3 separate regions of the Anas platyrhynchos genome follow, and regions 1 and 2 are each linked to region 3. The links are chromatin contacts, called in public Hi-C maps. All regions are on one chromosome and are shown on one strand. The core of a region is the stretch at or near the end of the contact, and the rest is flanking DNA. Distances in the headings are between cores, read along the strand shown.

Evidence for each region. Hi-C and Micro-C count contacts between places; a contact is called where the count stands out from the background.
Region 1: a Hi-C map of skeletal muscle shows a contact between it and region 3, with 6 times the contacts expected there. The contact joins two enhancer-like sites. A contact is called at or near these places in 2 of 8 Hi-C or Micro-C datasets (skeletal muscle and subcutaneous adipose tissue).
Region 2: a contact with region 3 is called in a Hi-C map of subcutaneous adipose tissue, with 2.1 times the contacts expected there. The contact joins the promoter of CEBPA here to the enhancer-like site in region 3. A contact is called at or near these places in 3 of 8 Hi-C or Micro-C datasets (F1 follicle, liver and subcutaneous adipose tissue).

Annotation. Positions count from the first base shown.
Region 1 is chr12:10,638,127-10,641,648 of IASCAAS_PekinDuck_T2T, forward strand. The region is part of intron 10 of PEPD (peptidase D); the gene reads left to right. Among named protein-coding and RNA genes, the nearest start is that of CEBPG, 61 kb to the right of the region's middle. Within about 2 kb of position 2,140, at least 1 of the 8 cell types and tissues checked has an H3K27ac peak or open chromatin away from gene starts, as enhancers often do.
Region 2 is chr12:10,714,972-10,718,461 of IASCAAS_PekinDuck_T2T, forward strand. It overlaps CEBPA (CCAAT enhancer binding protein alpha), which reads left to right and starts at 1,281. Exons shown (of 1, transcript XM_027466972.3): 1 at 1,281-3,490. The coding sequence starts at 1,564. The coding sequence ends at 2,541. It overlaps LOC106017234 (a long non-coding RNA gene), which reads left to right. Exons shown (of 9, transcript XR_011812333.1): 4 at 207-389.
Region 3 is chr12:10,853,978-10,857,046 of IASCAAS_PekinDuck_T2T, forward strand. All of the region lies in intron 2 of LOC106017236 (a long non-coding RNA gene), which reads right to left. Among named protein-coding and RNA genes, the nearest start is that of SLC7A10, 52 kb to the right of the region's middle. Within about 2 kb of position 1,739, at least 2 of the 8 cell types and tissues checked have an H3K27ac peak or open chromatin away from gene starts, as enhancers often do. A contact at or near this core is called in subcutaneous adipose tissue, where this site is marked.

The sequences.
Region 1 (3,522 bases), core at 890-3,389, 220 kb before region 3:
ATTGTGTTTGGATAGGTAATAATCTATGAGGTTTCTTTTGAACAGGTAGGGCACACCAACGTGCTTCTGTATTGACTGTGGCATTTGATTATGTTTGCAAAAAAAAGACAGCATGTAGCCTAAAGGAAATCACAGCTTATGTTACTGAGAGAAGATACACCACAATGTATTACAATGTCCTGTACTTAAAATTAAGACATTTAAACAGTGAGGGGGATAATATTGCTGGGAGAACTCAGAGCTGAAGTATATAAATAGAAGCTCTTGCGGGCAGCAGCTCTACATCATAGCCATCTCAACAAAGAAAGCAAGGATTAACCCAGTTTGAAATACCCTCTTCCTGAAATGGTCCAGCCTCACGTCTTGATCAGATCAAGTTTGTTAGGTGTAGATTGGATCTTAGCAAATAGGTGCTCAGATCAGCTTGACCTAATCATCTCTTTCCTAGTGGAAGAACAGAATGACAAGGTTAGTCTGGTTGTGCTCACTGGGGTACAAGATTAGCCTCGTGCTCACTGGCTGGTCTCCAGCACTGTGCTGTGTTAACCCTGGCTTGGTCTAGCTCTGTCTGAGCAGCTGCTGATATCATGAGTAGTTTGGGACCCAGCTCTTAGCAAGTGTCTTGAGTAAGTTTTGTTCCCTTCCCACCAGTCCCTTTCAGGAGCGCTTTCTCTGAGTGCACAAGCGCCTGCCCAGGCTGTGTCTCTGCCCCTACCTCTTGCCTTGCCTCATAGGCATGTGGAAGCTCCATGCTCCACACATGGTTTTATTAGCATTTTTCTCAAGTGCATGTAAAGAAGTTGAAAAAAAAAAAAAAATTGCATTTTTATGAAGACTATTTAAAAATATACTGATTTTCCACAGTTTAAAGAAGCCATGCTAACTTACTTCAGTAGAATACAAATTATCACAAGGAACTTCCTGGGTGATTATACTGTGTGCTTTTACAAATTTACAATTTGGGTGTAGGCGTGCCTATAGTGCATACAGAATAGGTTGTTAAAATGACAGCATGCTGATTTGCATGTATATGTTAAGAGTTCATGTGTTTGACTCTCAATTAAGCTTTTGAACAGCTACTGGGAGCCCTCTGTTGGATAGTTTTAGTCTCTTCCCTGAACATAAGGAAAAGCAATTTCTCTTTTGGTGAAAAAGAAGCGTTTAAAGGGTTATTTCTGCTTCTGCCAGTAATTTGGGTATAAATCTAATGTAACAACTCCATAGAATAATGGAATAATAGAATCAGAAGATTTGGTACTCGGTGTGTTTTTTATTAAATTATTCAGTAGAATTTCAAGTCTTTTTCTTGAAATGATTTAGTTGATACGAAAAACATTCAAGAGTTTTGCAGAAATGTGCAGCTTGGGTTTCTTATGTGCTAAGTAGTACAATGCAGTAGCTGTCAGTAAATACATCAACAAAGCACCTGAATATTAGAAAAAATAGATTTGTAAGACTAATGTTTTGCTTCTTTCAAACCCTTGACTGCATGCTTTGTTTGCTCTTTGAAGAATATTAGTTACAAGGATTTGCTGGTATCAACAAGAGATCATAGGCAAAAATACTTGGTGTATTGCAATTTTTTAAAAATTATTTTTAGACTGTTACTCAGACCTCTCATTTTAAAAATGTCACATCTAGAACACTGATTTTATTACTTTCATTTTTGATAATTAATCTACATGAAGTGGGTTTATTTCTGTAAGAAACTGGTATAGAATTAAATTGCCAATATTGCATAATAATCCACATTTTTATAGGTGCAGCTTCTGTGCTAGAAGACCTCAGTACAAGACAGGGACTGTAAAGAGAATTTCTGGCACTTTTTAATATGGACTGTCTTGCTAAGCAGGGCTGTCACTTTCAGCCTATTAAATATTAAAAATGAAATAGCTAACACGAAGAATTACAATTGACATATAAATCCGTATTTTAGGGTTTCAGTATTCAATAGGCATGTGCAAAGCACTGAACCTATATTAAATGTAAATATTGCAATTATGGCAAATCAGTGTTTTACATAAATAATTCATGTCGTATAACATTTATGTAGTGGACATGTAAATGAATATGGTCAATGTGATCTAAAACAAACACTTTTCCTAAGCAAGCATCTATTATCTCCGTGGTCAGAGGTCATGCAGATAAATTGCTAGGCTGAGCACCCTTGTGAATCACAGTGCTGTGCACTCTGCCCGTTCACTTGGTATTACATTTAAATAAACTCTTCTGCTCAAAATGTTAAAAATCACTATTACAGATGTCTACAGTACTGTCATGGCCAGGCTAAGATACAAATACTGATTTTCTTCTGTCATCTTAAGCCTGTGACAGCTCAGATAGAAACCGAGCCCAAGACTGAGGTTTACTGCATTATCTCAAGGTGTTGCATTATTCATTGCGTGCTAAGACGCTTGCTGTTTCTGTGGTGAGGCTGTGGCTATGTTTTGTAATTTGGAAAGTGGAGCCATAAGCAGTTCTAGTTTACAATCTCCTGTCCTGTTCACAAGAGGCCTCCATCAGGGTCAGAGTTGGGAAGTAACCACAACCTATTTTTCAGTGTTTTTCGGAGCCCCACCGCCCATACCAACACAGTTTGGATAACGAAAGGTCTTTCAAAGTTTAGCGGGAAGATTTGACTCCTTGCCATGCACAAATCTGGTGCAAATAAGCACCTAGGGTCCTGTCAAGTGGTGTTCCTGGTGTTACGCCTGCTTCCTGGGCCAGTTTCTCTCAAGCTCTCCTTTTGCAGCTATTTGCGTTTGTTCAGACTAGAGGAAGGGATTGGTTCAGTGGTTGGAGAGCCCTCATGGGATGCAGGAGTCTCTGGTCTCAGCTCTTCTCAGATTGATCTCAGAGAGCAGGTGGAAGTTAGGACTTGACCCTGGGAAGTACCTTTCATGAAAAATTCAGTAGAAGCCACAGAGTTTCTGCGAAAAGCTTCAGTCTCAACAAATCAGCATCTTCTGAAAATCTGCTTCCTTAAAGAAGATGGAAACAAAGCCCGTTGGGACCTTCCTTCTGCCCTGCCAGATGTTGCCATGTGGAGCCACACCATAGCTGTGAGGAAAGGAGAAAACTGGCCATCGGGACAGGTGGGGTGCGGCCTGGGAAGTGTGGGGCCAGACAAACATCTGTCCTCACCTTTGTGGTTCGTTGCTTTGTTGTAGGAACCCTCAGATGAAAGTGTCTACATTACATTTTGATTCTGAGAAGGCATTCAGGAAAATGATAGTTTATTGCATTCACTTCGCTGCCTCGTGGTTCGTGCCACCTGCCGTTGTTGATTCCTGGCATTGCCGCGGTGCTGAAGGCATGTCAGGAGTTGATTGTGTTACTGCGATTGATCAGCAGGGCTCCTGCAACATTTGACGAATACAAAATGCTTCTATGATCTTAAAATAAAGATTGATCCTTCATGATGAAGCTCTCGCTTAAATAACAGAAATGTGAGAAAATAAGCCTGACCCCAGATGTCACTGAAATAGATACGGCTATTACCTGAGATGGCTTTCTGCACAT
Region 2 (3,490 bases), core at 31-2,530, 140 kb before region 3:
TTGTGAGGAATCTGTCAAACCCTTTCTGAGCAAGCAACTTGCTGTCACAAGTTTTTGGGTTATTAGGACACCTAGGACTAAAAAATACAGCATTTTTTTTTCCAGCCACCGCTACGTTTGAACTCTTCTCTGCAGATCTTCCTCTAGCAGTTACCTGCAGCTGCTCTAGCAGCCTTGACACATCTTTTCTCTCTGCCTCTTTCCAGGTGACCCGGACCACCAGAGCTAAGTGCCGGGGAGCTTCCCGACGCGAGGAGGTAGGCGAGGGAGCCCCGATACGCCTCGTCTGCGGGCTGCAGGATGGCGACGAGAGGAAATCCCGGGCATCCGCACCCCTGCCGAGCTGAGGCTGCACACCGGGCTCCTCGGAAGGCTGCGCCCAGGAGCAGGTAGGTCCGTGCGGCCCTGGACGGAGGGTGGGCGGCCGGGAGCCTCGGGGCGCCGCAGCCCGCCGGAGCATCGCCTGCTCCCGGGCCACCTGGCTGCTGCCGCCGCGCTGCGCCCCGGGTTTATCCCGGGTAAGCTCCGGGAGCCGTGCCGCGCTGCGCGCAGGCTGCAGCTACACGGAGCTGCTCCGTTCGCGCTGCGGGACCGGGAGTGGGACAGAGCCACGCGCCCACCCCGCATCGTGCCGGACTGCGGCCAGGGGCAGCCGCCGGAGCGGCCCCAGCGGCCCGGGTCGAGTCGTGCCGAGCCGAGCCGGGCAGCCCCCGCCGCCCCCCGCCCCGAGCGCTCCGCGGCCGGGTCCTAGCGCCGCTCGGGGCCGGGCTCTGCGGGTCCCCGCTTCTGCCGAGCCGGGCCGGGCCGGGCCGGGCCAGGCCAGCCGCGCTCCGCAGGTGCGGCAGGATGGGGCTCTCCGGGCACAGAGCCCCTCGGCTGGAAAAGCGCCGTCGGTCCTGCGGCAAACCCGGCGGGGCTCCCCTCCCGTCTCCCCCCGTCTGAACAAATATTTGCGAGCACTAGCGGGCTGTGCTGAACTTTGAGACTTTCCCCGCGGCGCCGCCGGTGGGAGGGCGCCGACCGGCCCCGGGCACGCAGGGGGCGACGGCCCCGCTCCCCGCACATCCCCGGGAGGCTTCGGGCAGCTCGGGACCCCCCCTGCCCCCGGGGGCGCAGCCCAGCGCCAGGAGCCCGCCGAGCTCGGGGCGGCTGCCGGGGGCGGGCGGCTGTGCCCGGCCGGGGCGCTAAGACCCGGCTGCGCGGTGGTCAAAGGTTCCCGGCAGGAGGTGGACACTAGAGGGCGATCCCCGGCCCTGCTGCGGGGGTGTATATATACGGCTCACAGGACGCAGGCAAGCCACTAGCAACAGGGCAGGCAGGCTGCGAGCGGGGCTCGGCCGGGCTGGGGCGGGGGACGGGCTCCGGGCGCGCCGAGCCGCGCCGTGCCGCGCCGCGCCGAGCTGAGCTGAGCTGAGTCGTGCCGAGCCGAGCCGTGCCGAGCCGTGCCGCTCGCCGCCGGGGGACCGCGGGGTGCCGCGGGCTTGGCAGAGCCGCCGCCGCCGCCCCGTCCGAAACCTGGATTGCAGGAGCCCTTCACCATGCCCGGCAGACTGTAGGTGCTTCATGGAGCAAGCCAACTTCTACGAGGTCGATTCCCGGCCCCCGATGAGCAGCGGCCAGCACCACCAGCTCCAGACTCCCCTGCCCGGCAGCGCCTACAGCTACAGAGAGGCTCCCTCGGCGGCGGCACCTGCTGCGGGCGGCGCGGAGCTCGGCGACATCTGCGAGAACGAGAACTCCATCGACATCAGCGCCTACATCGACCCCGCCGCCTTCAACGACGAGTTCCTGGCCGACCTCTTCCAGCACAGCAAGCAGCAGGAGAAAGCCAAGGCCATCCTGGCCGGGGATTTCGACTTCCACAGCATGCATGGGGCCGGCGCCGCCGCCTCGGCGCCGGGGCACCAGCAGCAGCACCACCAGCAGCCGCTCTTCGGCTGCATGGCCAGCTACATGGACGGCAAGCTCGACCCGCTCTACGAGCGCATCGCCGCGCCGGGCTTGCGGCCGCTGGTGATCAAGCAGGAGCCCCGCGAGGAGGAGGAGGTCAAGTCGGCGGCCCTGTCGGCCCTCTACCCCCACCACGCCGCGCAGCAGCACCCCTCCCACCTGCAGTACCAGATCGCCCACTGCGCCCAGACCACCATGCACCTCCAGCCCGGGCACCCCACGCCGCCCCCCACGCCCGTGCCCAGCCCGCACCACCCGCACCATCCGCACCCCCCGGGCGGCCTGCCCGCCGCCGGCGCGCTCAAGATGATGCCCGCGGACCACCGGAGCAAATCGAAAAAGACAGTGGACAAGAACAGCAACGAGTACCGGGTGCGCCGGGAGCGCAACAACATCGCGGTGCGCAAGAGCCGGGACAAGGCCAAGCAGCGCAACGTGGAAACGCAGCAGAAGGTGCTGGAGCTCACCACCGACAACGAGCGGCTGCGGAAGCGGGTGGAGCAGCTCACCCGGGAGCTGGAGACTCTGCGAGGCATCTTCAGGCAGCTGCCCGAGAGCTCCCTGGTGAAGGCCATGGGCAGCTGCGCCTAGCGCCGGGACTGCGGGGCGCCGCCGAGCTGCCACGCTCACCTACATATACATATATATATATATTATATATACTGGAGCGCAGCGATCTCAGATTGTTGGGGGGTTGTTTTTTTGTTTTTGTTCAGTTCTTTTTTTTTTCCTTTTTTTTTTTTTTTTTTGAACAATTAACGACCAATAAAAGAAGCCAGGCAGCTGTAGTATTAAAAGGGTTTGTGCCTTAGGGATGACACATGAATAAGCTGAAAACATGGTGGGTTTTATAAGGAGAGAGGCGAGGGGAAGAAAGAAATAAAAAGCCCACGTGTCTACACAGGGTAAATAACAATAATAATAATAGTAATAAAGCACATATAGCATCCCAGATGTGCCTTAAAAGCTGGCTGCAGGAGCTCTGGGGCTTTCCGTGCCCCAGCCTGGCAGGGTGCAAGGAAGCAGGGTGAGGGCCGGAGGGGCTGGCGCTGAGGAGGAGCAGGCAGCAGGGAGCACAGGCAGCAGGGCCCGACGCCTCTTGGAGCAGCAGGGGACAGCTGGGGGGCCCCATCCTGGCCCCAGTGCCTTCAGGCCACCCCGGGACCGATGGACACAGCCTGGACTGCCGGAGCAGCAGCTTGCGAGGGAGCACGGTGAGCTCCCTGTCTCAAAAGGAAGAGCGGCAGCGTTTTGTACTGTATGTCACGACATGGCGAAGCACAAGTGAATAAATACCTATCGATGCGGGTATTTACTATGAACTCTCAGTGTATTTTGCTTTATTCCAGGACATTCAGCTCTTCTCCAAGTCTCTGTCTGTCCAAGCTGTGCCTCATGTAATGTGAAAGCCTTTCCGTGTATACTAGCTACACTTTATTTTTATTGCATTACTTAGATCTTTGCCATCACATGACTTTCTTATCTGGTGACAGAGACTATGCCCTTGTGCTGCAACGTTATTTTATTATTTGTGTGGGTG
Region 3 (3,069 bases), core at 489-2,988:
CCCCGTGTTACTTTCTCATTGCAGACAGCTCGAGCCTATATTATCAACTCAACTTATACACAGCTCTGTGCTAATACACGAGCCTACTATACTCAAACCCACATTGTTGATTTACTGCTTGTTAAATTGGATCTCAATTTCTTGCTAGATAACATGCCGTAGAGCATTTCTCTTGCCTTTGGTTTTACTTGTTTACTAACAGAGTATTGAGAAACAACATGACAAATGTTTAAAGGCTTAAAAATTTCTTTCCCTTTCTCTTGAACTTTCATGTTCTGTTCATATTAAATATGTGGCAAATTGATTTTGTATTTTCCATATTAATTTTCCTATGTTCCTGTGTATTAAAATATCTAACACAGAAAAATGATTCCATCTGCTCTGCCCTTGGTTGTTTATGCCTTCAGAGATGCTGGGCTCTATGCAGAGAGCAAAGGAGTGCCTCAGAGCCACTCTTCACAGTAAAATTTTCTCCAACCTCAAGCATCCAAAATCACAAGGTTTGATTAAAACTAATTCAAGGTTAGATTAAAACTAATTATTATTAATCAAATTCATCAAGTAACCCAAACACACTCACACAAAAACAGAACTTTAATTTTCTTTCCATTTTCTTGCTGGTGTCTGCACTTCTCTGTTATACACGTGGCAGTTTTTCAAAGCCTTCTGCTTAACAATTACAGCTTAAAATTAGAAAGAGTTCAACAGGGGGGGAAGAGAGGGAGAGAAAAGAAAAAAAAGAGAGGGAAAGAGAGAAGACCGCCCTGGGATTGCTGACTCAGCAGGGATTCCTTGCCTGGGAGGGGACCGGGGTGCCAGGGTGGAGATGGGGTTGGTGCCAGCGACTGGCAGAGTGCTCCGACAGGCCAAGGCAGCAAAGGTCACCCTCATGCTTTCCAATCTTTTGGGGACATGTGGCTCTAGGAGGTGCATGAGCACACCACATGCACCCGGGGCCAACAATTCACCAGGACAGGCCACGGGCAGATGTTCTGCACAATTGCCTGCACATTTCCCCTCTGTGGGCCCATAAAACACCCCAGCCCATCTCCCTTCTTTCTTTTGTGCTCCTCTCTAGCTCATTAACTTACTTCAGCAAATAGGGTTTGGTTATTTTTCTGTCCTGCATCTCCCCAGCCCAGGCGACAACTTTTCCAGGCGGAAGCTTTGCGGGGAGAGGTTTGTGAGGAGGCACTGGGCAGGAGGGCCCAGCAGCGTGGACACGCTCCTCTAGCTGGGCTCCACACACCGCTTCCTTGCTCCCTTCGCACGCAGGGTGCTGCCGTGGGCACGCTTTGCTTCACACACGTTTCGCCCTGCGCCTGGTCACTAACCGAGGCTGGCAGCAAGCTGCAGGCACGGAGCTTGCTGACATGCACGCTGCTGCGCTGTGTGGGGAGTGTTGCTGCCCATAATGCCACGGAGAGCAGGGGTTACTGCAGCGGGGAAACCTAAATTCAGACCCTGTTAATATTCCTTAATAGGCGAAAGGCAGAAGAGTGAGGGAACAGAGCAAACAATACATAACAGCATTTAAATTAAGTACATTAACAATAAATACTCCCCTGTCAAGAATATGTCATGTAATTATATTTACTGCACTGAACAGAGGTAACCAATGTTTTGAGAGGGTGGTTTTGCACTCCCAAGATGACTCTCCTTTGGGGACAGCATATGTGAATAATCAGTCAGACATGGGATATCAGCGGTGAAAAATCCTCCTCCAGCACAGTGTGCCAGTTGTGATGGCTAGAAAGTTAGCACCCTCTCCTGGATTAGACCAGAAATGTAATGTACATTGCATTGATCTAAACCACGGCTTGGGCATTCTTTGGCATTTTTATATTTTTTCTCCATAATCCTGAAGCCTCAGTCCAGGTAAATCTGTGCTTCCTGAAGAACTGGAGAGTGTGTATGGAGGTACAGCATATCACCTAAGCAATGACGATAATCTCACCCCAAACACACGGAAACCTCTGCTAAATTGCCGTATAACTTCAGGATGTGCAGGGGATCCCCACAGAACTCACATCCGCAGAGCTGAGTGGTGTAAACTGCAATCACAAAATGCCAGGATCCACAAAAAGTCACTGCAAAGCAGCCCTCTCTCATGGCCTTGACACTTTGTCCCTCAGGCTTTATGCAAGCAAAGGGCTGTTGCTGTGAGTAGGAATTTGGCCCAGCCAGGGTGCACGTAAGGACAGCAGGACTTACTGCCTGAGCCGAGAATTCGAGAACGAAGGCTGCAATGGAGACAGAGAGCAGATCATAACAAGAAATTTTACTAGGGTTTCCAGTGTGTTTACTAAGTGTCCTTTGCAAAAAGGTTAAGATATTGCACAGTTTTCACACAGTTTCCAGACCACAAGGGAACACAAAGCATTTCCATTTAGAGAATTACAACTTCAGTTTGCTGTTCAGAGAAGCTCGGAAAACTGAGATTATACTAGGAAAAGAATGAAAATGTAAGTGTCCATAGCTCATGCACCACTGGGGATTTGATCAGATTCAGGTAAAATCAGTGGCAAAAGAATTAAGATGTCCCTTTGTTTTAAAAGTAGAGCTTAAAATGGCTATATAAACATGCACATACAAAAGTTTAAATAAATTTGTTTTCCTAACTGTAGGCTTTAGTAACTCCCAAATATAATCCTTTAAGATTATATAAGACCTTTCACCTGAGAAACTGAAATTTCTTCAGGCTTTGAACAATAACCTTTGGAGATAAGCATGCACTACTTGTAAATGAGAAAACAAGGCAGAAAACCAAAAAGCAAAATGAAATGCACACAGGGCAAGTGAGTTGTCCAAACAGGAAACCATTAGGATTAAAGCCCAGATTTTTCAACTCCTATATCTCTGCTTTTGCTACAAAAAGAGCCATTCTAAAATTGAGATGTTTAAAAGCCAATGACAAGAAAGAGACATATCTACAGGACAATCCAACCTCCTTAAATTGGAATCAACCCGCACAAGAAGTTTGCTCTTTCTACGAGGAGTCAACTGCGCTCCAGATCAGACACTTCAATTAGGTAGTCAGAGCCATTTAAGAGCAGTATTGCCAAAGAG